2 separate regions of the Rattus norvegicus genome follow, and region 2 is linked to region 1. The links are chromatin contacts, called in public Hi-C maps. All regions are on one chromosome and are shown on one strand. Each heading gives the region's core, a stretch centred on a gene start, on an enhancer-like site or on the middle of the called end of the contact. The rest is flanking DNA. Distances are from core to core; before and after follow the strand shown.

What was found. Hi-C and Micro-C count contacts between places; a contact is called where the count stands out from the background.
Region 2: a Hi-C map of the Rat2 cell line shows a contact between it and region 1, with 3 times the contacts expected there. The contact joins the promoter of Cdk6 here to the promoter of Fam133b in region 1. A contact is called at or near these places in 2 of 12 Hi-C or Micro-C datasets (the Rat2 cell line and Schwann cells).

What each region holds. Positions count from the first base shown.
Region 1 is chr4:31,569,093-31,574,089 of GRCr8, forward strand. It overlaps Fam133b (family with sequence similarity 133, member B), which reads right to left and starts at 1,688. Exons shown (of 11, transcript NM_001024799.2): 1 at 1,563-1,688. The coding sequence starts at 1,586.
Region 2 is chr4:31,778,456-31,783,734 of GRCr8, forward strand. It overlaps Cdk6 (cyclin-dependent kinase 6), which reads right to left and starts at 3,047. Exons shown (of 7, transcript NM_001191861.2): 1 at 2,815-3,047. The coding sequence starts at 3,047.

The DNA of each region.
Region 1 (4,997 bases), core at 438-2,937:
AATTTCTAGAGAAGAACAACAGCTAGTATTTTCAGAGGCAGACACTCAAAATCTAGTTCTGGAAAAACTATGGAGCTAGTAAAGAGACCAGTGATTGTGGTGGATTGAGGGACAGGTGAGACTGAAACAGAGCTTTCAAAGTGGTGACAGTGTTCGGTCCCCAGCTCCGAAAAAAAGAACCAAAAAAAAAAAAAAAAAAAAAAAAAAAAAGTGGTGACAGTGCATCATAATGGGTGGTATCATTATTAATGTGTCCAAAGACACACTATGCACAGTATCACAGGATGGGATCCTGTTTTCCTGAAACATAGTCAGTTCACCTGTATCTCTACAGTGGAGGATGTTGATAATGGAGAAGCTGTGTGTGTGTGGAACCAGGATATATAGGATGTGTGGGTTAAAAGCCTTATTAAAGTGAGACTCTGGGGAGAGGGGAGGGATCCAGATCCATGAGGTACTGAACCAAATACCAAATGATACAAGTTATGGTCAAGTTTAAGCATCCTTGCCCTGCCCTCTATGTCTCAGATCTCCCTTACATCTACAACTCCCACCTTTTGAAAAAATGTTTTCAGTCTTAGAATCTTTGAAGTACAAACAAAATGCTACCAGAACATATTGTGGGATGACAACAGAACAGTACAGAGCTGTCAAAACGCTCCAGTAAACGAAACTAATTTTTATGTTTTGAAAATGACTTGAGGAATATATAAATGAAACTTTCCAGTAAAATGAAACAGTCTGGATTTCAGTAAGAAACTATAATGTCTGTAAGCAATCCTATAATCTTTAAAATCACGACAGCATCATTAATAACAACAAAGCAAAACTGTCTCCATTCCTGGTGAGGTGATTTCTACCTGAGAGGACACTAAAAGAACCCAAGCACTAGGTCGAACTTAGGATGCCCAAGCACATAGAGCATTTCAACACTATCCTATGATCCAGTTAACGCGTGGTCTCGTCCTGAAGCCAGGAGGAAAGTACACTCCTGAACAGTGCAAGCAAGATTCGCGACCACCAAGCTTCCATGACGGAATCACAAGGCACTAAAACGGACGTTTTTGTTGTTTTAAAGACGGGGTGGCGAACACTATCATTTCCCAGGCCGATTTTTATAGGTACCCGCACGTTCAGTTGGGCAGTTGCCTTTGTGGTCAAACTGTGACTAAGGAGGTCCCCCCATTCCCACAGGTAGAAACTTGGGTTCAGAAGTCACTAACTTCCGAGGGCACAGGAGTCTAGAGCACCCCAAAGCCATCATTCCCGCACCCCACCCCCATTCCCGCGGTTGGGCTGCGCTGGGTCTGGGCCTCTCTGCACAGACGGCGCCGGCTCCGGTTCCGTGCTCTCAGCCCTTACCGCGGCGGAGCGGCAGGCCCAGGGCCCGCAGAGCACGACGCTGAGGACCAGCAAGGCGCACGCGCACCGCACGGCGCGGGGTCTCGGGGCCCCAAGTGCGACGCGGCCGCCAGCCCCGCCGCGACGGGCGACGGCTTCCGCTCGCTCGCCTGCCGTCCGGCCCCCGCCTCACTCCACCGTTTTCCCTACCGAATACTCACCACGCGATTGTCTCGCTTCCCCATGGTGGCCGGCCGAACGCGCGTGAACCCACAGGGAAAGCAGGCCGGAGAAGAAGCCGAAGCGGCCCGCCGCAAGTCTTCTTACCGCCTCTATGCCCCGCCCAGAGAGCGGCGCCCTGCCAATCCGGGGGACCGCGCACGCCACGGCGCCCCCTGGCGGTGTGGAGGACAGACCAGCGCTAGCGACAGCCCGCGGGTTCCCAGGAGCTACAGCAGGATTCTTGTGACCCCACTATGTGTACCCCGCCTCGCCAAGGCAGCTCACTCCATTTGGCCTTGGCTTTCTTATGCGCTGAAATACTCATTCTAGGGGGAAGCAAGATTACTACTATCCCTACTGTGCCTGCGCTGGTACACTGTTGAAAATAAAGTGAAGACCAACACAATCTGGTCCTAGAGACTTGCTTAAGGAATTTGTGCTCTAAACTTCATTTATTCATCACCTGTGAATTTTTTTTTTTTTTTTTTTTGAGACTGGGTTTCTCTCTGTAGCCCTGGCTGTCCTGGAACTAGCTTGGTAGACCAGGATGACCTTGAACTCATGAAAATCCACCTACCTCTGCCTCCCTGGAATTAAACAGATCCACTACCACCCGGCAATTTCTGTTATTGGTTTATTTTTTTTAAATCATCTACTTGACATAATTACTATTTAAGAACACTTACTGCTCCTGCAGAGGACTTTGGTTTAGTTCTAAGTAACCACATGATAGTTCGTAACCATAACTCCAGTTCCTGGGTATCCAATGCCCTCTTCTGACCTCTGTGGGTACCAGGCACACACACTGCACACACATACATGTAGGCAAACACATAAAATAAAGCTGACAAAAAATTTGTCATAAAACTTTTAAAAAATGAGTCTGGGACAAGTTAAATATAGTTAAGATGTAACTTATCCCTATCTTTTAGGGGTGTGTTTCTAAACTCGCAGGTTAGACTTTACTGCTTTGGTGCTATGGGATTATCTGCACTGTCCCTAAACTGCAGAAGTGGTCTAGACTCTAGACACTAATACACCATACTCTGAGTATTTACAGGGTTGAAAAAAGTGCCTTGTAGATTCATGTCAACACGAGAGCATAAGAAGATAATTTAAAATTGATCAGAATCCTTTTTGGATTTTTAGAAAATGGAAATATGGGACTTTCATTATATTGAAGAAAATCCTTTAGCCTTTTCCTGGACCTCCTGGATATGACCATAGCATAGCACCTGGGAGGTTTAGGGTTGGTGGGTAGAAGTCATGAGTTCAAGGCTATCTTGAACAACAAAATAAATCCAAGTCTGATCTGGGCAACTTGGTTAGACATTGTGTAAAGTAAAATTCAAAGGGAACAAAAAGACTGGTATGAGTTTCGGGATGCGTGATCATACTGGGAAACCTGAGATTGTGTTATTTATTTAAAAACAGTTGTTTCTAGTTGTGGTGTGGCCTAGCCCTTGTACACATCTTTAATCCCAAACAATGAAGGTACAGTTAGTTTGTAGAAGGAAGCACCCATGTTTGATAGTGATGTCTAATTGAGCGGCAGACAAAGTGATGAATCAGAGAAAGATCTGACAAAATAGTATATGCACAGCTCTCAAGAGAAAAGAGAGGAAAGGGAAGCTACTTAGGAGAGCAGTGCAGAGAGAAAGAGAGGACAGAGGCAGTTTTATCCTGAGAGTTTTACAGAGACTGGTTGAACAGAGAACAAGCTAGACACAAGTGAAAATGGAATGAATCACGAGAGTGAGAAGGAGCCAGAAGATTAGAACAGATTGCCAGAGTTAGTTCGAGGCCAAGCAGACCAATTCAGTCAGAAACTGAGAGAAGCCAGTTGGAATCAGTCAGCTTGGAGATGGATTTAAGCCAGAACAGCTGAACTGAACCAGAGAGGGTGAGTATTTTCAGCAGTAAGTCTCAAAGCCTGTTAAACATTCTAGGCCTATACTAGATTGTATAGAGGCTGGAAGCTTCCAGGACTAGACCTAGGTTATCAGACTGAGGTAGTAAACATCAGAGATGACATTTAATTCAGGGAAATAAAAGTTACATATATAGGTAATAAAAGTGGCAGTGATGGATCATTTACCTAGCATGTGTGAGGCCCCACATCTAATCTAGTACCGCAAAGAAAACCACCTTTTTCTCTCTGAGAGAGAGTCCCTCCTTTCTCATACTTTGGTGTTGAAACAGATATTCCAATCTCCACTTTCTTTCTTAAAATGTTCCTGTAATAGTTTGGATGTAATTGGCTCCCCTAGGCCTGTAGAAAGTGGTGCTATTAGGTGTGGCTTTGCTAGAGTGGGTGTGGCGTTCTCCTGCTGCTGCCTGTGGATCAACATGTAGAACTTTCAGTTGTTCTTCCAGCACTACGCCTGCTTGTATGCGGCCATGCTTCCCACCATGATGATAATGGACTGAACATCTAAAACTGTAAGCTAACCCCAATGAAATGTTTTCCTTTATAAGAGTTGCCTTGGGGCTGGAGAGATGACTCAGTGGTAAAGAGCTCCCACTGCTCTTCCAGAGGTCCTGAGTTCAAATCCCAGCAACCACATGGTGGCTCACAACCATCTGTAATGGGGTCTGATGCCCTCTTCTGGTGTGTCTGAAGACAGCAACAGTGTACTTATATATAATAAACAAAATAAATTAAAAAAAAAAGAGTTGCCTTGGTTATGGTGTTTCTTCTTGGCAATAAAACCCTAAGACAGTTCCCCAAATCTATTAAATGCAACCAATGGTGGTTCTTCCAGTACCACTCAGTACTGATTGATCTTGGGGAACCGGTCTCATTGTCCACTGTCGATCTGGTCTCAAGACTTTTATTTCTGTTTCTTCTTCCTTATCCCTTACTTCCAACTTAAGTTGAGGATTAACCACCTTCGCTTTGCGCCTGAGGAGAAAAGAAGATTCTATGAGTAATAGCCTATTCTTTCTTTGTGGTTCACTGATGGTGCCCTGGGCACTTAGCAGTCAGTATTTCCAGTAGCCCAACTGGAGAGAGAGGCCTGAGAAAATGGGGAGTTTTCCCTTTAGCTCCTTGCTTTCACTTTCCCCCCCTCAGCTTGCTTGACACAATTCAACAGGAAGATTCGTTGTTTCCTTTGGCTATCTTTAGCCATCCAACGACCCAATCCTAGAGCAGTTATCTCAGTGGAGAACAGATAAACAAGAAAACTAGCCAGGACACGGTGGAGATAATAAAGAAACATCTGGGGCTGGTGAGAGAGGTCTTCATAAAACCTACATCAATCCAAGTCTTCCCAGAACAGAAGTCCTAGTGAATCTGAGGGAAGACTAAAGAAATGCCTTATATACCACCCACACACGTGATCTGCTAAGCAACACACTTCCCTTCTAGCAGTGAATTGCATGCTGTCTCAAACGCCTAAGGCATAACCATGAGATTGCATCTCGTCTTT
Region 2 (5,279 bases), core at 1,797-4,296, 210 kb after region 1:
TAAAACACAGGGCCATTTCACTAATCTCATGGCAAAGAGCCAATTTCAGGGTATGGGTGCCCAAGTAGCTCTTGTGTGTTGTGTAACAGTTTCCTCCAAGCTTCCCACAGGAAGTTCCTTAAGCAGGAAGGTAAACAGTTCAGAACAAGCTTCAGGAAGGTCTGGAAACTGACCAGGTTCACTAGGCTCCTCCTTGCTATATAAGCAAATAAGAGATGAGTGTTCCATTTGTCAATGTGTGTGTGTGCGTGCGTGCCTGCCTGCCTGCCTGCCTGCCTGCGTGCGGGCGTGCATGTGTGCATGCGTGTATGGGTAAAAGACTCAAAGACCAGACCAGCTAACTGCAAAATGCAGAAACCAGCCTAGCTGCCTGGAAGAAGTTGAAACCAACTGAGGATCCTGGAAGGGACAGTCTCCAACCTGTTGAGCTGCCTGTAGGCTGTGCAGAGGACTCCAGGTCCCCAGCTTTGTGAGCTGTCACCCATGCTGGGGTGGGCTTCGGTGATACAGCTTTTCTGCCCCTGTGCATGACCCCTCTTCCATATTCATATAAATAACCCCAATAAAACTCACCAAGCTGGGCTTGGGTGGTATTTGTGCTCTGATCTGTTGTGGGCTCCCTATCTGAGATGAACATGGTGTGTCTCCTGAGGAAATGTTATACAAAAGTCTTGCTGTGTCTAAATAGGAATCTGACTTGTTCTGTAAAACTGTCGGATAACAATGCCTCCTGGGGGCCTGTTCTAGGCCAAGGATCTGATAATCTCTGACATATCCAGTGCCTGAGGTGCCTTTAAGTTTATTTTCACCTACATTCTTGCCTTATCCTCACAATGCTAAGTAGGCAGGTGTCGTAAGAGGTAAAATAAATTTAGAAAAGTATGTTTGCCTTTTGCTTATAAGCAAGCAGATGCTCCTGAAATCCAGAGGTCAAAATCCCATTGCGGGGTCAACCAAAACTGTCTACAGAGGCACCAATCACAAGAGGATAAAACAGGACAACAGGGTGGGCTAACTTGCCAAAACTCTTCTGCTATAGGAACTTGCAATGAACTTCGCTCAACGAACAGGTTCTACAAAGGTGTTTGTTTGGAAGAACGCTACTTTATTTACACATGTGATCATTCCCTTTTACCTGGACACCCCGCAGGTAACAGATAAATGAAACTGATACTAAATTCTAATACTGAAATTCATCCTTTGGAACAGCTACAGTGATCCTGTAAGGTAGCGACTCAGAGCCAACACGCACCTTTCAGGATCACGGATGGAACTCCCTGAAGAACTTTTTTTTCAACAAGACATAGACAGACAGATAGACAGACACACGCATGCACGCACAGATGGTAATCCACATTTAGTAAAACCCGACTTTCTAGAAGACTCATTCTCCCACGTCTCATTACCTTCTCATAGGTACAATGGGGTCCTTTATTTACACTGTCTTTTTACTTACATATGTAGTATGGTTCACGTATGAGTCTGACTCTATTGAGAACAAGGTGCTACCAAAAACAAAACAAAAAAACCCCAACCAAACCAAAACAAAAACCACCCCAAACCAAGCCTTGTAGAGGAGTTACGAGCCCCTTAGTGACCCCCCACAGAAGATGCTGTGGTCTCTGAGTCTGTGGAAGGCTTGGTATTTCAAAGGTCAGTCTTGGTCACTCCTTTTGGATGACTAATGCTACATTGTTTGACTTTCTACAAAAATATTTAGCTGTGCTTATTTACATAATTTCATCCCCAGGGCATACAGTAGGCACATATTGGTTGTAAGGAATCCCAGACGAAAAGAAGAGCTGCGAATGGTAAACTCTAATTTTATGGAAAATTTATGGAAAGGTCTGTGCTTTCCCTTTTAACTTCCAGCAATGCAACTGCTTAAAAAGAGAGAAGGATAAAAGGCACAGTGGGGGAAATCCCAGCATCTTCTAGAAAACACCATTATCTTCAATCGCAGGAGAGTTGGTTAAGAATGCTTCCTCACCCACCTGCACAACTTTTCCAGGGAAACAGGTCTTAAAATCTAAAGCGCAGACTCACATCTAACCCCCAAGAGAGGCAGTCTAAGTCAGAACATACCAGTCCACAGATACTAAATGATACAGACAATCAGGTAGCGGTTTGAGAAGCAAGTGCCCGCCTCCCCACCCTCCCTCCCTCTCTTTTCTCAAATAGGGTCTTTTGTAGCTCAGGCTGGCTTCGAACTCTGGATCTTCCTGATTCAGTGTTCCTAGTACCCAGCCTCGAAAGACATTTTTCAAACAATGTTTAACACTAGGCATCAGAGTAGAAACTTCTGAACTTCTAAGACCATCAGAAGTCATTCTACAACTATATATATATATATATATATATATATATATATATATATATATATATATATATATATATATGCCACCAATGTGGGTGTGATTGGCAAACACATTCTTACACATTTCTGCATTTTCTTAAATTTTATTTACATTATGCTCCACCCTTTATCACAAGCTGGATAACTACCTCACTCTGTCTCTCAAAAACTCCCCCACGAACGGGAAAAGTTAAATAAGGGCTGGAGGGGCGTTTCTGGGGGTTGTTGGGTTTTGTCCCTAAAAGACACCCAACGCCCCCGGATCCCTTGAGGCAAGCAGAGTGAAAGCTCGTCAGAATTGCTTGGCTGTTGGGAATTCACCGCAGGTCTCCTTTTCTGCCCTGTCCAGCAAGGTCATCGGTTTTATCTGGGGAAACTCAACTCTTACTCTAGTTGGGTCACCAGCCGCCCCTTGCCCAGCACCTTCCCGGACCGGATAGCCAGGGCTCTAGGCTCACCTGACCACGTTGGGGTGCTCAAAGGTCTCCAGGTGCCTCAGCACCGCCACCTCGCGGATGGTGGAGAGCGGCATGCCCTCCTCTCCGGTCTGCACTCGCACGCGCTTCAGAGCCACGAAGCGGCCGCCGTTCTTCAGGTCGCGGGCCTTGAACACCTTCCCGTAGGCGCCTTCCCCGATCTCCGCCACGCACTCATACTGCTGGTCGGCGCGACTCAGGCTGTCCTTCTCCATGCTGGCTGGAGGCTGCCGGCGCGGCACAGTGGAACCGGGTGCTCACTGGTTGCCTTATACGCCTCCGGGACGCCCGGAGTCGGACTCGCGGCCGCCGGGCTGGACGGACCGACCTCTTTGCCCGCGGGCTCAAGCCGGGCGCAGCCGCCGCGAAACTCCGCCTAGCCGAGTCGCCGCGCTGCGGCCGCAGGAGAGCGCCGATCCCTCCTCTTCCCCCTCCGCAGCGATTACATAGTCTGCCCACAATCTCTGCACCTAGGAGGAGGAGACGGGAGGACAAGGAGAAAGTGTGATCAGGCTGCTTGGGAGACTTCACCGGGTTCCACCAGCTCCCCTCCTCCTCCCCTCTATTCGCCCCAGCTGCCTAATCCGGCCGGGTTTCTCCGAGAAAAACCAAGTTACTTTTTCTTCCCCAGCAGGGCTCGTGCAGTCTTCGCGAGGAGAGGTTGCTCCGGCCCCTCGGGGATGAGCGCCGCGCGGGAGGCAGCGGGACGAGAGGGGGCGTGCCGAGCAACCCAGAGTGTGCCGGGAGCGCGGGGGAGGGGAAGCGGCGGGCGCGTCAATGTCACGGCTCAATATTTATACCTATACCGTTGTTCTCAGCTGCCCTCTCTGACTCCGGGGGCCTGGACGTGCGGGGAACGGGGCGTCCTGGGGGAGTTCAGAAGCTGGCGTGAATGCACCAGGGGTTCACCCATGTGGGGCAGCAGAACCGGGTTGGGGCTCCCAGGACCCTGTAACCCGATGCTGGGAGTATGCGAGTAGGGGTGGTCAGACATCTGCTCGGAAATTGCTTCCTTTCTTTCTACTTTCAGTTTTTCTACCGAGAGACATTTAAAAGGGACTCGCTCACACAAATGGTCTTTGGGGGTATGGCAAGCTTAGTGGGAGACGAAATTCTGCCTCCGACTCGGAGGACCTCCCTGGTGGAAACTCTGGGAGGACAGACCATCTGGTAGAGGAGGGCTGGGGCTACTAGAGATGGGAGAGCGAGGGGCCCTGGAAGGGGAGAAGTGCTTCCCCCCCACACACACACTAATCCCAAGGGTGTGGGGAAGGCTCGTCCTGTACGGAAAAAGTAACTTCGGGATTTAGCTAGCTAAACCGGGCTGGTCCTAAAGTTTTCAACCCGTGCAAAAGCAACCGCCCTTACGACGGTGGGGGTGAAGGGTAGTAAACGTAGGTCTCCGGGGTGTGAGAGGAGACTGCCCTTGTGTCACGACCACCGAACCTCTGCCCGATATTCCGGGACGGCTGGAGGTCGGTAGCCGAGACGGTCGTTCGGTTCCCCAAAGTCTGGAGGCCAGGTCCCACGCGTAGTCAGGCGCCCCTTCCCCGTTCAGTTGTTTAGGGATGACCCAGTAAGCCTTCCCATCCCACGGAGGCCTTAGTCTGGGCTGGACCTTGGTCACCGCAGCCGCGTGTCCGGAACGGTCCACAGGCGTTTACCTGCCCCGCACCCCTCCTCCCCCGCTCGCTCTTCTGCCTGGAATTAAAGAACACATGGCGCGACCCCCCCCCCCCCCCTGGGTGCCCGCGTAGCACCGCGCGGCCAAGGCAGAGTCTCTCTCGGCTCCTTTGAGAGCTTTCCTAAAAAGCTGTGGAAAGGACCCCCCAGCCCTCGCCCGGGGGTCCGAGCCAGGTCGAGGGCCACACAGGTAGCGGGAGCAGCGGCCTTGGCGCCCGCCCTCCCCCTCTGGTGGTGTCCAGCCCAGGTTCCGGGAGGCGGCAGCCGTCCCACCCCCGCGGGCCTGCACCCCCCGGACCCGAGAGGCGGTGCCTAGCCCCCTCCCCTCCTCCACTTTTTTGTTGTTGTTGTTGCTTTCCCACGCTGGCTGAATGTGACTTGACCCCATTTCAAAAAAGTTTGACATAGTGCTTCAACATTTCCGCATTCCTCCGCGACTACAAAGGCTGCAGCCGCCTCCTTCTGCTTTCTGTCTCTGCTCTGTCTTCGCACTCAATGAAATCCTTCATGAGCCTCTCCCGAAGCCTTGCCAAACGCCGCAAGGGTCGCCACCAGCGCAGCGAGGGGAGGCCGCCCGCGGGACCGCGACCCGCGCGTGTGCGCAAACGCAGATGCGCCCGCGCAGATACGCCCACGTGCACGGGGACGAGTGCGCCGCCGAGCCCCGGGCTGCTCTTGCCCAGGGTGTGCATTTGAACTGCAAAGCTTTAAATAAGAAAAGCAAACTTGGGGCGTGAAGCAAGAGTGCATGCTTGCGGGGCTTC